2 separate regions of the Mus musculus genome follow, and region 2 is linked to region 1. The links are chromatin contacts, called in public HiChIP or PLAC-seq maps. All regions are on one chromosome and are shown on one strand. Each heading gives the region's core, a stretch centred on a gene start, on an enhancer-like site or on the middle of the called end of the contact. The rest is flanking DNA. Distances are from core to core; before and after follow the strand shown. Region 1 holds the start of Pla2g12a (phospholipase A2, group XIIA). Region 2 overlaps Col25a1 (collagen, type XXV, alpha 1).

What was found. HiChIP or PLAC-seq counts read pairs in DNA pulled down with a chosen protein or histone mark.
Region 2: an H3K27ac HiChIP or PLAC-seq map of acute myeloid leukemia shows a contact between it and region 1, with 4 times the contacts expected there. The contact joins the enhancer-like site here to the promoter of Pla2g12a in region 1.

The regions. Positions count from the first base shown.
Region 1 is chr3:129,876,867-129,880,194 of GRCm38.p6, reverse strand. It overlaps Pla2g12a (phospholipase A2, group XIIA), which reads right to left and starts at 1,589. Exons shown (of 4, transcript NM_023196.4): 1 at 1,260-1,589. The coding sequence starts at 1,476.
Region 2 is chr3:130,593,052-130,596,379 of GRCm38.p6, reverse strand. It overlaps Col25a1 (collagen, type XXV, alpha 1), which reads right to left. Exons shown (of 38, transcript NM_029838.4): 38 at 1-1,280. The coding sequence ends at 1,278. Among named protein-coding and RNA genes, the nearest start is that of Etnppl, 23 kb to the left of the region's middle. Within about 2 kb of position 1,714, at least 5 of the 459 cell types and tissues checked have an H3K27ac peak or open chromatin away from gene starts, as enhancers often do. A contact at or near this core is called in acute myeloid leukemia, where this site is marked.

The DNA.
Region 1 (3,328 bases), core at 340-2,839:
ACACACACACACACACACACACACACACACACACACACAGAATGCTTTAAAATAAAACAAAACACTAAAACAACAAAAAACCCTCACTCAAATCACTGCCTTAAGTGCTGATTTTATGACTATTCACGCTGCCATGAAACAAGTTCTCAGATTCAAACAGAATGTTTAAAAACAATGAAAGGAATGAGCAGACAAACTCTAATATTGACAGAGAATAAGGAAGAGAGGCCAGTGATACCCAAGAAAGCTACAAGGCGGACAAGATGGCTTGTGTCTGTCATCCAAAACCTGGGTGGCCAAGGAACAGGAGTTTAAGGTCAGTCTCAGCTACATACCAACTTCAATGCCAGCATGGGCTACCTGAGACCCTGTCTCAAAAATCAAATCAAGACAAAACTGCAAGTCTTAGATTGTTTTCCAGAAGTTAGGGAACTTTTTCAATGCAGTATACCTCCCTCAAAAACCAAGTACATCAGAAATCTATACAAAAGCCACAATTTATTTTACCTAGCTTTGCAGGTAAACAAACAAAATGGCACTTAACACCAACTGATGGCTTTTAAATTGTCGTTTGGCTTTCTATGTTTAGCTGAACCAATTACATGATGTGTGTGCGCGCGCCTGTGCATGACCGCACGTGCTAAACTCAGTCTGTCCCACTTCCCTCCCACCTTTCCCGCCCCCCACCCCCACCCCGCCCCGTACATCAGAAAGTTCTTAGGCAACTTTGTGCAATGGCGGGGAGAGAGGGCGAGAAGCTCAGATGCAAAGGAGAGCAGAGTGCAGAGCGCGCACTCAGGTGACCTCTCACATTTGTTCCCAGCTTGCTCAATCCCAAGGACAGCACGCTCCAAGCGCTGCTCATTCTTTCCACACCCGAGGACGCAGTCAATGCCTGTCTGGCGTCTGTTCCCCTAATCCCCCTGTCCCGCACTCGTCCTTCCATCCCGCTTCCCTGTCCCCGCCCCCCTGCTCCGCAAGTGTCCCCCGCCCCACAACCTGCCCCACACGTACCCCTCCATCTTCTAGCCCCCCACTTGTGCCCCATCCACCTGCTCCACACTTGTTCATCTACCTGTTCCACACTCCACACACACACATCCCCCTGCCTGGCACCAGTCCCTTTATTTTCTCGCTTCATACCCGTCCCCATCCACTTGCCTGGCTCGGATTCTCGCATTTCCCCCCAACCCCCCAGCCTCCGGGGACTGTCCCGCCTCCAACCCCCTGCCACCCCGCGCCCCCTTGTCGCGGCTCACCGTCGCTGCACTTGTACTGGCAGAGCCCGTCCTCCCCGCCCAGCAGGTCCAGCGCGGCGTTGAGGTACGTGTCTATCTTGTGGATGCCGTTGCGGATGGTCTTGAGGGTGGCCCTCCAGTCGGTGGTCTGGTCCTGTTCCTGCCCACGCGCAGTGGCCAGCAGCAGGAGGAGGAGGAGCGCGGGGCTCCGGGCGGGCGCGGGCCGCGGAGTCACCATCTGCGGGGCCGGCGCGGCGGGGCTGGGCAGCGGCGCGCGCTCCGGCTCCGGCTCAGGCCCCCGGCCTCCTCCGCGCTCGCGAGCTCGCGCCCCGTCACTGAGCTGCGCCGAACGGTGGGCCCGCCCGGGCACGCGCGCCGCTGCCCACAGTGCGCATGCGCCCGAGCGTGGGAGCCTCATTGCCCACGTGGTCTCCGGAACGCTCCCGTAGCTTACGGTCCTGCCTCTATGGAGTCTTAAAAACGCCTTGCCAATGCCCTAGACATAGTCATTGCTTTGGTTCAACACCACAGTGAATTGGTTTTGTTTTGTTTTGTTTGTTTTTTGTATTGTTTTTCAAGACTGGGTCTCTGTGTAGCCCTGGCTGTCCTGGAACTCACCTAGACCAGGTTGGCCTCGAACTCAAGAGATCCGCCTGCTGGGATTAAAGGCGTGCGCCACCGCCTCCCAGCTCCTAGTGAGGTTTGTTTGCTTGCTTGTTTTACAAAGCTCTCCTGTTTACCGAGACACCATAATTTAGAACGACTCCAGTAGCACAGCCTCCCTTGGGCTCCGCAGTCCCAGCCTTTACTGGACAAGGCCTGGGGTCCAGCGTAGAAAACTGTTTGAACACGGGCTGGCCTTGCACCCTACCAAGCCTGGATTTGCCTCCTGGGTTCTTGTGGGAACCCTATGATCAGCCGCAGTCCTAGCAGCGCAGCATGGTCTGGAGGATTGTTGAAGATGGAACTCTGCTCAATCTGCCAGAGCACTTCCTCCATTGCTTCTAATTCTAAGGAAGGAGAAGTTGGCAGTTATCCCTCCTTAAAATTCTAAATACTGTAGAGAAAAAGCTAATCACCGACTAGGCAGAGGAAAGGGAGGCAGGAGTGTGTCTTCCGAAGCGGGACAAATGCGGTAAGGTTACCTGGGACCAGCCCTCAGTTAATTTTTCTGAGACAGAGTCTTGGCCTGTAGCCCAGGCTGCCCTCCAACTTGCCTTGAACACACTATCCTCTCAAGTGCTAGGATCTTGGCGCCAAGCCTCTCTCTTTTCTATTTCTTTACACATTTACATCTTGCTGAATGTATGTCTTTTACCTTAACAATAACCTGTGCTCTGAGGACACGGGTTGCCGCGTGTCTCTCTCTGGGGATTACGTTCTCAAATGCCAGATTCTTTGGCACCTTTTCTCGTCTATTGCACACGGATGCAATAACACGACTGGTTAAACCGGATTCAGTTCCTCACTTCTCTTTATGATCTGCCATCCATGGCCACAGCAGTCACCTCATAATTAAAATAAAATCTCACCATTGCCACAGACTCAGATCCCCCTCCCTGGTACCCTGTCGTCATCAGTTTTGTCCCCAGACACTGTATTTTCTTTCCTTGACCCATCTAGAACCAGGGGCATTCTCCTTCCCCAAGGTGGCTTCTGTCTTCTTCAGTCTCCCTTGGAACAGTCTGGGATCTCCTGTCTTCCATATCTCATGTCAGCCCTCCACCCTCCCCTGCCTCTTCCTCCCTGCCTCCCATTTCAACTTTAATTCTTCAGTGGTTTCAAGTCTTGGGCACGAGGCCACACCCAGCTTGTCCTTTTCTCTGATGCACTATGGGTACCAGGACACGGAGCTGCTCTCCATCCTGTGTGTGGCTGGCCCCTCAAGCTGCAAGGCCTTTGGAAAGCTGCCTGAGAACCTCATCTGTGACTTCATTTTCTTCCCTGTTGCTGTGAGAAAGTACTCTGACAAAAGCAACGCTAAGAGCCAGTGAGAAAGCTCAGCGTTTGCTACATGAGCCTAATAGCCTCTTGGTACCCGAGACCCGCAGTGGAAGGAGAGAAGGGGGTTCCCCCAAGTTGTCCTCAGA
Region 2 (3,328 bases), core at 465-2,964, 720 kb before region 1:
TGATCTGAAAGCTTTTCTAAAACTATTGTTTAAAAACCTATGAGACCCAAACTGAAGCAAATGGTTTCTGTTCCTGGACTAAGAAAATAAAAAGTATGAGAAAAATTGGAAACTACATTTTGCTTCTCGAACTTGTAGAAAAACATTTGGTATGGATCAACCCAGGAAGGAAGCAAGGGACACTTTCCGACGACCTTTGGTAAAGTCTGCTTTGTAGCACAGCTTGTTCTGTCCGGTCCCATCTTGGGACACAGTCTCTCTTCAGCAACCTGAGCTCTGATAGGATGTCCACACCTTTCAATCTGCACTGACAGGGGCTTCCATTCCAAGGCTCTGCTGTCTCCAAAACACTGCTGCATACCCCTGACTTTCTCCCGGGGGGAGTCAGATCAGATCACGTAAAAATAAACCAATTTCTGCCGTTCTGGGTGTTAGCGTTTGTAAACCTTCTTCCAACTTGGTCACATGGAAGACAGTGCAGGAGTGCTGAACCGGTCCTCGTCCCGCATCTTCACCACCAAGCGTCGCCCAAGGAAAACTAGAGGCAGCCATCAGCCTAACCCTTTGGTATTTCAACCAAGGTGGTCACATGAGCGCACAAGATCAGGAACTGTGTGGATCTGCAGTCGGGACTGCAACTCCCTCAAAATATAAGACCAACTGTGTGTGTGCACACTCTCCGTCAGCTTATCTCTTTTTGGCAATAAGCCACGGTGTAACCCCCTTGAGATGACAAAAGGAACAGGAGCTCAGATGTAGGCACAGACCTCACTAGGCAGCATGCAAGCAAGCATCTGCATTTGCACAAGCAGGTTTGGCACACGGTCATGCTGGTTTTAGTCAGTTTCAGTAGGTGGTGTAGGCATGAATGAATGCTACCGGGAAATGTGTGCCGCGTATTCATAGCTTTGAGTCCATATTTGGTCACAATTTCATGTAAACTATTTCATGGCACTTTTTGTCCATGCAATTAACAAGCCCCAAGTAAGAAGACAGCAAAAGCAATCAACTGATCTCTATCACTGATGTCCATATAAACACATACATATGTTCACATAAAATAGAGACGCTATACTTCCTGCGGGTTCCTCACTTCCGTAAACTGCCTAACTTCAGACGTGAGGAAAGATAGATAAGGGTGCTACTGTGGACAGGGAGAAGCAGTGTGTCGGGTGAGCTGATCTCACACTTGCGAAATCTGCACTTCAGTTTCTCAACTATAAATATAAAAGGTGGACCATTATATACACAACTTCATGCTCGGAAGGTTAGATTCATCACTGCAGAAAAAACAGACAACAACAACAAAAGACACGTGGTGTTAGTAGTTCTTTGCTAACAACTCCAAATTAACATTTATTTTACAAACGCTGGAAGAACCTTGTAGTTTTCCTTTTTTTAAGTCAGCAAGCTGATTTGATCTTTTTTCAATGTCTCCCAGATTAAAGTTTAAAAACTCCAGTTTAACCATAATTCTCTCCTTAGTTCCCACCCACAATTTTCCATTGTCAACTAGGAACTTTTAGATAAAGGATTGTCTTAGTCACTGTTCTGAGACTAGGAACTTTTGGATAAAGGATTGTCTTAGTCACTGTTCTGAGAAAGCAGAAAGCCATGATCAACTGAAAGACCAAAGGGTCTAAGCTGAAAGGTGCCATTGACCAACACCTTCCTGTGTAACATGCGTCCGCATTTCCTGTTTGTTCCTCCTAAGGCTAGCCTTGCCCAGCTAGCAGGCTGATAAGGTGAGCCTGACTGCTATGCTTTCTCATGCATGTGACAGTTCTGCTGGGACAAAAACATTCCCCAAGTCTCTGGTGCCTCATTTTGAAGAACCCTGTTGTGAAGGTCTTTGCAGAACTGCCACTGGCTCTGAGAGCGAGAGGCAGATTGCATTGTGCTATTCCTTTATAGAGCAGATCCTAAAAGATTTCTTTAGGGTTTGTTTGTTTGTTTGAGACAGTGTTTCACTGTGTAGACCTGGCTGGCCTCAAACTCTCAGAGCTTTGCCTGCCTTCTGTGTATTGGGACTAAAGGCATATGCCACCATGACCGGTGAATGCCTTTAGTTTTACTCAAAGAAAAATCAACAAGTAAAGTCAAATGCAGAGGAGAGTGAGATAGTGTCTGTGTCTTGGCCCCCCAACCCCTGACAGCCCACTAGCCCAGAGTCCCCTTGCAATACTTTCACTAATAACACTGTTTTTCTTTTTCCAAGAAAAACTGTGTGAGGATGAACATGCCAGCTGGCAGATGGTGGTCCACACCTTTAATCCCAGCACTAGGGAAGCAGAGGCAAGTTGATCTCTATGAGTTCGAGGCCAGCCTGGTCTACAGAGCTAGTTGCAGGACAGCCAGGGCTATACAAAGAAACCAAACCAACCAACCAAAGAGTATGAACCTATCAATACCCATCATGGAGGATCTATATGTAGTTAATGGTTAATGGACAGATGTTTTCCTTAGCAGTCCAGCCACTGGTACCCATACTCCTTCAAATAATCCTGTATCTACGCTTCTCTGAGCAACCTAATGAAATTCAGTAGACCATCAAAATAGCAAGGGAACTGTTGAAATGAAGATCAGTGGTGGCTGGGTGAATGTGACCAAAATGTATTATATACATATATGAAGATGTCATAATGGACCCATTATGTACAACTAGTAATGCTAATAAAACATTAAATTCCACAAAAGTGTTTATCTTAGTAGCCTAAATAGGACTAACCAGAAGCCACCTATTGGCTTTATTTACAACATCAATAAAAAATTACTTGAATATTTGAGATATCTAAATTGGCCATCTAAGAAATCTGAGATCATTTCATTTCTCTCACTAATTCATTTATGTTTGAGGATGGGAGCTCCACAATGTGGTGATTGGAGTTCATGTGTGCTTTGGGGAGGGGGGGCGTGCTAAGCAATACCAATGCTCAATGGTTGAGTTCTTTGAAGAATATGCTAGATCCATGAGATGCTTAATCTTATGTAGAATATAGTATCTAGTTCATAGAAAGATCAATATTTATAAGGACAGTTTCTGAGTCTCTTGCCCTATTCATATTATATCAGGTTTTCCATCTCAAGAGCTAACAACATGAATATTATGTTGTTGCCGTAACATTTATGCCTTTCTGAAGAGCAAAACTATTTTAAAGTGCCGCAGACTCATGGTGACTCCAAGCTCTGAGTGGTGTCACAGGGTGGGGGAAGTGAACTGTTTGTATCTCTAAGATGCAGTGCACTCATGACCAGGTCTCTAAAGAGTCACCATCTCATTCAATTACAGGGGAGAGGTTAGAGAGAGGTTAGAAATGGCCATTCTAGT